2 separate regions of the Canis lupus genome follow, and region 1 is linked to region 2. Evidence: chromatin contacts called from public Hi-C data. All regions are on one chromosome and are shown on one strand. The core of a region is the stretch at or near the end of the contact, and the rest is flanking DNA. Distances in the headings are between cores, read along the strand shown. Region 1 has its middle 82 kb from the start of ATG10. Region 2 overlaps ATG10 (ubiquitin-like-conjugating enzyme ATG10).

Region 1 (5,262 bases), core at 848-3,347, 220 kb before region 2:
TCAAGATTACTTTGCACTTGAAAATCTTTCGCTGTTTTATAACCTGTAACATGTTTTTACATGTTTAGGAGTGCTGCTGCTGCAGTAAAAATTCTGTGTTGATAGTATAATGAGTTTATGTGTTTAGCCAAAAAGTGCAGTATGCTAAATTAGTAAAGATTCTAAAATCCTAATGCTTTAGTAAACCTTTGATAACAATTGTAGCTTTATGGATAAAAAATCTTTTTAATATTTTAATACCACATAGAAGTATAGTTGTTGTTTTTTTCCTAAAGTTGTTATGGAATTTTTTGTCCGGCAGCCTGGGTGGCTCAGCGGTTTAGCGCCGCCTTCAGACCAGGGCCTGGTCCTGGAGACCGAGGATCGAGTCCCATGTCGGGATCCCTGCACTGGGCCTGCTTCTCCCTCTGCCTGTGTCTCCACCTCTCTCTCTCTCTTTCTCTCTCTCTCTCTCTCTGTGTCTCATGAACAAATAAATAAAATTAAAAAAAAAAAAAAGAATTTCTTTGCCCATAAGGAATATTAAAGAAAAGTTTATCATTTGAAGTTATTTTATTTGGAAATGCTTTGGAGTGAAGCTAATCTTTATACCCAAGATTACAGATTACAATTTCACTTACCATTATCCATGGCAGGATGTTTAATTTTACTCCTGTGAGCCAAAGAATTTTTAGTGACTTTTTTAAAGTGGAATGTAGAAAGTAGGTCCAGCTCATTGTGAATGTGGGAATTTGATAAATCATGCTTGAAATGACCATTTTACTCTATGACTTGTTGTATAATGGGTAGATGTGAAAAAAAAGTTACCGACTCAACTGTGAGTTTAGGGTTTAGAATATCTTTTGATTGTAGCTAAGTCAGAGTCATCATGACAATTCCATTTAGCATTCAATAGGTTCTTGGGTCCACCAGTGCTTTTTGTTCCAAATTTCTGTATATAGAGGTACAAATCAGTTTTTTCTAACTGCCTTTTCCACAAACTAAACTTGCTTTCTAAAAATCAGACAGGGCATCTTTTTCTGTTTACATATGGGAACAAAGAATCTTGAATTAGAAAAAAAAATATTGGCTCTCTTATGATTTTGGATGCAAAGTAATATATATATAAATAAATAAATATATATTTATATCAAAGGGCTAACTGCCTTTTTTAGGAGGAAAGAAGAAGACTTGGTTTTGTTAATAAACAATACTAACTCAGCTTGAACTACGATTGGGAATTAGATATGGAAAGGTCCAAGCTGTTCCGACTTAAATTTTCAGATATGTAACATATGTGATGACCACCCACCTAGTGGTTAAATAATGTTTACTTTCCTACAATTTCCTGAGCCCACTTGACTTTGGAGACTTAAATATGGCATAAATCTCTGTGCTCAGGCGCCTGGTGTGGGAACTCTGAAGTAGCAGGAGCCTCCAGCCTTGACTCTAGTTCCTATCAGCCTGTGTTCCAAGTCCATGGTTTGTTCTCCATCGCACACTTGACTCTTCTCTCCCTGTAGGCTCTCGCCCTTTGGTGTGCCCCCATTGGGCCTGTCTGGGGCCCCCAGAAGGCAGCTACTGAATGGCTGTATGACATCCTAGGGGTATAGTTTCACAGGTTCAGCCTCACCTACAAGCTCTGTAAGGCTAAAATTAGCCAGCTTCCACCCCCCACTTTCAAAAAGCTATATTTAGCCAAAGGATCTTAAAGATGAAGAAACTCTACAAGAGGCCTGTAAGCTGAGGCTGCATTCAGCTTCTGGTTCCCGAAGAATCCACAGTCCAGAGCCCAGAGGCCCTTTAAAATGTTTTTTGATCTCAGGGGGGCTGGAATTTAGGAATTCCTAAATGCCTGTAAAAATCCCACACCCTTCCTTCTCATTTAGCCAGTGCTTGCAACCACACTGAGCCCATTGCCTTAACAAGGACATGAAGAAGCTTTTGGGTAGGCTTGGAAAAATGACAGGGATGAATGTTTCTCATCCCACTGTTCCAAGGAGAAGACTGGAGGACAGGCGGCTGAAGGGACAGATACCGGTGCAGACACTTGACAACTCCTGGGCAGAGGGCCAAACACTGGGCCAAGCACTGGGCGAGGCTCCAGAGGCCGGGCCCATGCCCAGGGCACTCAGTGGTTTAAAGCTGGCACAAAAAGAACACTCCTGCCGGCAGGAAACTGAGTTGAACAGATTGGGAAAGAGCAAAAACAGGCTGCCCAGGAGGCTGTCTCCCAGGCCTACAGTTTCTAGTTGTCAGTGGCAACCCAGGAGAGAACAGACTCTGGCTTTCCTCCTGCCTGGGGGGCTGGTGGAGCATGCAGTGCACAAGGACCAGCACAGGAAGGCACAGAGGAGAGGTTTGGCACATTCCTGCTGGAGAGAAACCCTTCAGCAAGTCAGAATTCCCAGGCCAGCTTGGTCTTGGCTCTGAGAGGAAGTCCTGACGCTTTATAATTTCTGTAAAATACTAGAACTTCCTTGCCCCAGAATTTACTTCAAGAAGTTTCGTTGAGAGGGTAAGGTGAAGAGCACGGTTTTCTCAGCCTCTAATTTCATTTCTTTTATGTAATGCTTACTGTGTTGTTGTCTTTTTTATTTTTTTATGATAGTCACAGAGAGAGAGAGAGAGAGGCAGAGACACAGGCAGAGGGAGAAGCAGGCTCCATGCACCGGGAGCCCGACGTGGGATTCGATCCCGGGTCTCCAGGATCGCGCCCTGGGCCAAAGGCAGGCGCTAAACTGCTGCGCCACTCAGGGATCCTGCTCACTGTGTTTATAAGAAAAAAGAAACATGGAAGACTGGGATCAATTCCCCTCCTGTTGCGATAGGATCCTCCTATTTTTGATGTGTTAAACCAGGACAGCTATTTCTTAAGGGCTAAAACTCGCTTAATCACTGCCACTTCCCTACTCCGAGAGGAAGGCAAAATAGTTCTGAGTTTTATTAAAGAATGCTGGGTGCTAAGGAATCCAGGCATTGTGTTGATGCCAAAAGGAGAAGAAAGAGAATGAAGCTACAAATTTGCAGAAATCCAAACGGGCTTCGGGTCAATAGCAGGGGATTTCAGCCAGTGGCTCATATAATTAACAGAAAAAACAAAAACACATTTTCCCCCCTTCTCTCCTTGAGTAAGACATGACAGTAAAACTCACTAGTCACCTCAGACCTCCTGAACCCGCGTCTTTAGGTGTGCATGGGAGAGTGTGTTTGGGAATCTGAAGCTTCAGCAAGTTTCACAAGTGGTTTTTATACATGCTGAATTTGAGAACCACAGCCATAGAGCTCAAGAATAATGTCATCCTTCTGTTATCCCCAATCATGAAGGTACATGAGGATTTTTACTTACTTTTCTAAGTGCTTAGATAAGTATCCCTATTTTACAGATGAAGAAGCTTGGCCATAGAGAGGTCAGACAGCTTTTCCAAAGTCAAGATGAGGGGCAGAGCCGGGTTTCAAACACAAGCTTGTGGCATTACAGTCCCTTCTGATCACTCTGCTCTGGGCAAGCTATATCATCTCTATAAAATTTGGTTTTCTTGTGGCTACCATGGGGACAAAACCTACTTCAGGAAGGTGTGAGGGCTAGATATTGATGTAAGTAAAGCTCATGTCCCTCAATAAATGATTGTCCTTACCAAGTAATGAAGTACTTGGTACCAAGTACCAAATCAAATAATGGGTAATCCAAAAGTACCATTACCCAAATCACATAATGGGTAATCCATACAGAGATAACCAGTAATTGACTAGATTTTCTGAATCAGCTTCATAGTTATATTTTATTTCACCTGCACACCTACTCATACTTTTTTGTATAAGAAAGTCATCTCCTGGTCTCTATCCAGTGCTCTGATTTGGGACTACGATACATGAGAGGTGAACAAACCACAGAAAGTCTAGAATCTATTGCTGGATTTTCTAATGCCAGTCTGGATGGAATCTAAAAATCATTTCCAAATACCCAAGATAACTGGCTGAATTTTTCTTGACTAATGTATACAACATCTAAGGAAAATGTCTTAAAGCTGCTCTGATGCCACATGGCATTTCCAAAGCTTTGAAGTCCATTTTAAGAAATCGATTTGGTTACATCATTGCTTTATTAAGGCCATAAAGTCTGTCTACCTTGCCTGGTTCATCTCCCTAGACAGATTTTCCGACACTCTCCAATATGTCTTCCCACATGTTCTCTGTGCTGGAATATACCTTCTTCTCTCTCTTCCTGGAAGCTCCAATTCGCTTTTCAAGACCACATCTCAAATGTTACCATCTGCGTGAAGTCCCTCCATCTCACTTCCCCAGAGAGAATTGCTCTCCTCTGTGCTTACACAAAACACAGTTAAACCTCAGGTGCAGCACCATCACAAAACATTACATTGAAATGATTGTCTTGTGTACACTTCCAAGCCAAGGACCATGATTCACGTGTTTTTGTGTATGTCAGAAACTGGCACAGTTGATGGTACATTTTAAGTGTTATATAAATGCTTGTTAAATGAATAGAAAGTTGTAAGTGGGGCAGATTATTTTTAAAATTTTGGTTAAAAGGAATTTGATAGTACACAGGCATCTGACTGGTTTTCAGTGGGGCCAAACTGGGAGTTCTTGATTATTCATTGTGATGAAAGAAATAAACTCAAAGAAATGAACCTTTCTTCATGAACATACATATTGTCTGTTCTCATCTCCAGTGGTGGAAGTCATGCTTATCAACCTGACTTTGGACAGTTTTAAGAAAATGAACAAATGCCAATAAGTACAATGGCTACAATTACATTACTAGGGATAGAAACTCAAAGTAGATAGGCTTGGGTTAGCATTGTAGTTGAATTTGAAGTCAAAGATGGCCTTGGAACATTTTAAGACCAATAATGTCTTATTGGTCAATATTCAGTTGCCCCGTATTCTATATTTTTTAAAGAGTTATTTATTTGAGAGAAAAAGAGAGAACACAAGCAGGGAGGAGGGGCAGAAGGAGAGGGAGAAGCAGACCCCTCACTTAGCAGGGAGCCCAGTGCAGGGCTTGATCCCAGGACCCTGAGATTGTGACCTGAGCTGAAGACAGATGCTTAGCCAACTGAGCCCTCCAGGCACCCCAATTGTCCCATATTCTAAACTATGGCAGGGCAGCCCCGGTGGCTCAGTGGTTTAGCACTGCCTTCAGCCCAGGGTGTGATCCTGGAGATCCAGGATCGAGTCCCATGTCAAGCTCCCTGCATGGAGCCTGCTTCTCTCTCTGCCTGTGTCTCTGCCTCTCTCTCTCTCTCTCTCTGTCTCTCA
Region 2 (5,576 bases), core at 116-2,615:
TGAACTGGCTATAACCATCTTTGCTTACAAAAACCGTGTTTAAGTTGGCATTAATATTTGCCATCTATTATAAATATCAAGATTTATTGTAGAAATATACCACAGATAGCACAATAATAAAGAAAACAGACTCATATCAGGTTTTGAAATGTACCTAACAAACTCAACCTCTTGCACAATAACTTTCTTATTCAAAATGGAACTGGGAATTGTTCAGCACACAATGAATCATCTTTTGGCAAGTACAATAGAATCTTCAGGGACATTTCACAGCCTCTTGTTCAATTGTTAGGATGTTTTTAGCTTTCACAGGTAGGGAAGAAGGTAGCTTGTATAGCCATCGTCTTGTTGCTAAAATTGTAAAGATTTTTCAGTGTTGCTGTTGCAATAGATCTTTTGCTTTTTTTTTCCCTTCCTGTTTCTTTACCCAGAGCTGCTTTGTCTCTCAAAAACAATCTGGAATTACTTAATGCTAATGTTTTCTGGTTTTACTATTTACCCAGGACTCAAACGTTAAACATTAATGTTGGAAACTCCCTTTTCCTTACCTCATAGTCCTATATTTATTTAACTGTTATTTTGCCAGAAGAAATCCTCCTCTTTCTCTTTCTGTGTTAATGTCCATTTTTAAAAATTTTAACTGATAAACACATTTTATTTTTGCTTTGCTCTTTTTCAGGAGGCTTTAGAATTACCCCTGGATGATTTTGAAAAGACTGAGACCACAACGGGAAGCGAAGTGATTAAATATGAGTATCATGTCTTGTACTCCTGTAGCTACCAAGTGCCTGTGCTTTACTTTAGGGCAAGCTTTTTAGGTAAGACCATGTCGCCTGCTAAATGGAAATTCATAACATTTACATATAAGGCAGAAAGCAGATTTAGAAAATTATTCTTGAGAGAAAAAAAATAGAGTTAAAAATAAGAAAACTGTGGGTGAGGTAAGGTTTTACCAGTAAATTTTCTCATGCTTTAGAAAGAGTATCAAGACTTCAGAGTGAATGATATCATCCCAGCCTTAAGTCTGATCTTCAGATTCTTGGCCTCCTGCCCAACGTTGACTAAGCCCCCTGGCCCTTTCTCTTTTCCTTAAACAAGTAGGAACAACTTAAAGCTACAATGTTTATGTACTTGTAACTTTACAGTAAAAATTTCTTTCAGTCTTAAGCAATTCTGCTAACTCAAAAGCCCCCATGCTTCCTTCCCCAAATGCTAATAATTATTTTGAGAACTGTTTATCAATTAGTTCAAGCTATATTTAAAAATAGCACTAACATTTCCTTCGGCCATCTATACATCTCCACTGCCGGAGCTTCCTGCCATGCTGTTACTCAACTCATTCCCCTTGCCAAGAAGGTGGAACACCCTGTCTCCTCTGAGGCCTTGGCTAATAAAGCTTATTTAATCAGCAGCCACATGGAGTTCTTACCCTCTAGGGCAGCAGTGACTCCCCTTCTATTCCTCTGACTAAACCGGGTCAGCACTGCAAGGCCTTGCCCCCCTGGGCTTGGGGAGGGAGAGGAACTGCTTCCCCAGCTCACCCCCTACCCTATTTCTCATTTCTCCTTTTCTATCTGGCCTTATCAGCAGCATTTTGCATTTTGAACAGCCTTCTAACTTTTCTGGATAGCTAAGACATCTGAATTTAGCCAGTGATATTTTATTTTTAATTAAAAAGTAGCTTAAGCTGCTTTGAATGTGTATTTGGTAGATTTAATCACTTGCTGCCTTATATTGTTTAATGGTCTCTAATTTTGCAGTGTTGGCGGTTTAGCAAGCACTTAGGATTTAAAACACAAGAACAAATTCTCATAGACTCCCTGGTGAGAAGATTTTAATCTGAGGTGCAGTTCCTAAGAACTGACAATTTGGGGTAAATTTTCAACATGGGACTTGGGGAATTGAGGACACTGATAGTTACTAATTCACGAACTCTTGCTGCAGATTTATCCATATGATTATTATAGGCCTTAGAAACACTCACTTTATTGTTGTAATTCTCTTTGGTTTGAAGCCCAGAGGTTAAAGGAGGTTTGTTGTCAGTGAACTTTGTTATACTAAAAAGTAGAAGGGGATATATTTGTTTACCATGGGGGAGGGAAATATTTCTCTTGGATTTGGTTTGCAGTGGCTCTACCTAGTATCTTTCTAGATTCAAAGACATATCAAGGCTGCAGGTAGAGGAAATAGGACACTACTTCTTCAATACTGTACTTTCATATAATTAGTATGCACCATAAGCAGTTAATCACCAGAGAAGAGCTCCCAGAGACAAAACAAGTTGTTTAGCTTGTCAGCATTAGGGAATCGGAGGTGTTGAAACATGACTGCTTCTAGCTGGAAGTGGGTCTTGCCTAGGCTGGTAGATGAGCTCATACGTGTACTTTGCTCTTATGTGCCAACAGCTCCCCTTACAGTACAGCACAGTAATTGTTCCTGCAAGTCCAATTATATTTTAATGAAATTTGTAGACTTCCTAAGATCTTTTCTTTATGATGGTTTTCTATTTCTTAAATAATAATAATAATAAACAAATACTCCACTAGCTTTCTTGGATCCTATCTATATACTTGTAAGACACCTTTTATTTATGCTTAATAAAAGAAAACTAAAATGAGCTACTTATTTTATGTGGCAGCCTTCCTTGTTCCTCCTTCCCCGTTCTGTGTTGTATGGAATGAGCATTAGGATTTTTCAAATTCCAGAATTCATTTGGTATTTATTCAGGTACATTAAAATATCTAATTTAATTTGTCAAAGCATACTGAATGTTTTCTTGTGGAGAAATATGAAAAATGGTTCTTTCTTTTATCATATCCTAAGAATTTCTTTTCTCTTTTCTACTAACTTAACCTAATGGGTGTTCAAAAAAATGTTTCGCCCTTTACTCTAGTCATAATTTTTCATTTATTCCCCTTTTTCTGTGATATCTGATTACTCTGGCTCTCCATCTGTTTGTTAACCAGATCTCTGTCAGTGTGGATTCCTAACATCTTCCTCTTACTCCAGGTCCAGATTTTTCTTTGTCTTATTCTAACAGAGTTCCGACCTAGAAAGAGGATGATTATAAAATTTCTTGCTCAGGGGTCTTTTTTGTTGCTTCAGAAATAGTTCACTTAGCCCTGTTTTTGACAGATATTTAGAATTTCTTTTGCATTTGGTTGTTAGTAAAAATTAGTTGCTCTGCTCTGCATTTTCTTCTGCTACCTTTTTTTTTTAAGTAAAGCAATTAGTAATAGTAGTTCCCATTTAAATTGACATGATCTTTTCTTTTATCAGCTGGTTTAGATTCTAGAAGAAATATTTATTGTGTTTCTTAAAATACAAATCCATTGGATTGTGATTACTTCTTATTCCTCTATATTGGCCAGTGTCCACCAGGCATACTGTTGCCTAGGATTCAGCTAACATGGCACATGCTTTTGTCACTCCCATGTCATATCATATCACAGCACATCATTTCACATCATATCATATGTAATATCACAGTATTACAGAATTGTTTGTCCCCTATAAAATGGTAAGTGAGAAAATAGAGCTGTAAGGTAAAAAAGAGGGAGGAAGGAAATTAATAGTGAGTACCTACAGCCTACAAAGTAATAAGCCTTACTCATGGCAGTGTGTGTGTGTGTGTGTGTGTGTGTGTGTGTGAGAGAGAGAGAGAGAGAGAGAGAGAGAGAGAGAGAGAAAGAGAGACAGAGACAGAGAATAATAAGTATGTGACATTTGTTATTTGTCTTATTCATTTTGACACCCACAGTATCAACTGTGATACAGTTTCAGCAAGTATTTATTGAATTAATCAATGATGAGGGATTTCTAACCATTTCTGCATACAACCCAAAGATGGAAACATTGTGATAGTGCCTGATTTTTAAATTGCAGAACTGCTCTGATAGGTTATAAGGAAGATGTACAAGAGTGGTGTTGTTGTCTCCGGGAAACTCAGGACCCAAAACATGTATGTGCCTTTACTCTTTAGTTTGATCCTTCTCATACATTGCAGAAGTGGTTGACTAAGGAAAATGGAAAATCTTGAGTACTCAAAGACTGGGCATCTAAACTAGCTGAGTAGCTGCTCCACTTCTGTAAACACGTATTTTTGTTGGATCCTTGAAGGCACACAGCCAAATTGTGATAGCATTCTGCTGCTGAGTACCTCTCATTCCTACTACTTGGACGTTTAGGACCTGGGTTCCCTAGGGGGTAACATGGATATAAGAAGAGAAATAAATCCTTTCCTGTATTATTTTTTCCCCTAATTACTTTTGTCATTTGAAATTTGGAAGAAGTAGTGGAACACAATACCATTTGTTACCCAGCAGTGGGTAAGACATAACTACATTCCTGTGAAATAGTAATAAATAGCCTATATTTGGATAGTGCTTAGTAGTTTATGAGTCCATTCTCACAAAATACTGCCATCTTCAGTGCTCACTGTATCCATCCACCCAACTATTTTTGAAGCATGCTATTTTAAAGAAGAGTATTTGTATCATGCAAAAGGCTTTGTCTATTGCCCATGATTCCAGCACCTTTTTATGTCCTATTTTTCCTTTTTGAGAGCTTGGTTTTGGTAAAGGCTGGTGGCAAGTGTTAGGAATGTAGTTAAAACCTTAATTATAAACATAATGTCATAGGGCTTCACCAGAGTCCTAAGCTTACATGGTTTCCCCTTTCATTGCAACTAGAGATTTCTATATTTATTTCAGCTTGAATTCTGATTTATTCCTGCTCTTTCTTCTTTTCCTTTGTTCTCAATCTCTATTGAAAAATAGACCAAGTGGTTCTTCTCATTTTCAAAATATTTAATTCTTTGGCTGACATATGGGTTCTTCTTGGGAACTGTTTTGACATATTTCTTTAATTAGTCAGAAGAGCTGCTTTTGAATAGGGAAGGAAACATTTCTTCCATTCAGCAACTGAATGTCTGTTCTTTCTGGAGATCCATTCTATTATTGGCCCAGGAAGTAATAGTATAGAACTAAAAACGTAACCCAGATATTTCATGTGGAAGATTTGTCCACTTGTTATATGCCCAAAGGATGCTCATGGAGGAACAGAGAGAAAAAAATCGCCAAAAAATAATGATCTCTCAAAGGCAAACCATGATAAAGGCTAGCAAAAAAGTAAGAATAATGGAAAGTTTGGACTTAAGCAGTGTATAAAACATCAAGGAAGGGGAAGAAGAGGCTTGTTCAACATGATCTGGAACAAGAAGTCTTTAGAGTACATAGAAAAGAATGACAGGAAAACAGAAAGATGGAGTTGGAGAAGTTGGAGAATAAAAGTAAAATGTCCAAGGCTCTGTCCAACAACTTGCAAGAGAAGGTTACAGGTTGGCTTTTCTGAAAAGGCTGGGAAAAGCAATGGGGATGAGGAGAGTGAGTGCCAAGCTGTAGGGCTGAAGAGAGCATGGCATATTTGGCAAACAGTGCGAGGCCAGTTTGGAGTAAAGGTTTCCCGAAGATTAACTAGAAGAAATGTTTGGAAAAATACGTTGAGGTCAAATTATGAAAGAGATAATAGATTGGAAGGGTTGCCAGCACAGTGAGAGTTAAGGCAGCTTGTTGAAC

What was found. A called contact is a pair of places that touch in the nucleus more often than the background predicts.
Region 1: a contact with region 2 is called in a Hi-C map of amygdala, with 3 times the contacts expected there. The contact joins two enhancer-like sites. A contact is called at or near these places in 3 of 9 Hi-C or Micro-C datasets (amygdala, blood and skin fibroblasts).

What each region holds. Positions count from the first base shown.
Region 1 is chr3:25,631,481-25,636,742 of UU_Cfam_GSD_1.0, reverse strand. No RefSeq gene overlaps it. Among named protein-coding and RNA genes, the nearest start is that of ATG10, 82 kb to the right of the region's middle. Within about 2 kb of position 2,097, at least 11 of the 20 cell types and tissues checked have an H3K27ac peak or open chromatin away from gene starts, as enhancers often do.
Region 2 is chr3:25,411,145-25,416,720 of UU_Cfam_GSD_1.0, reverse strand. It overlaps ATG10 (ubiquitin-like-conjugating enzyme ATG10), which reads left to right. Exons shown (of 8, transcript XM_038532420.1): 4 at 680-818. Among named protein-coding and RNA genes, the nearest start is that of RPS23, 90 kb to the right of the region's middle. Within about 2 kb of position 1,365, at least 9 of the 20 cell types and tissues checked have an H3K27ac peak or open chromatin away from gene starts, as enhancers often do.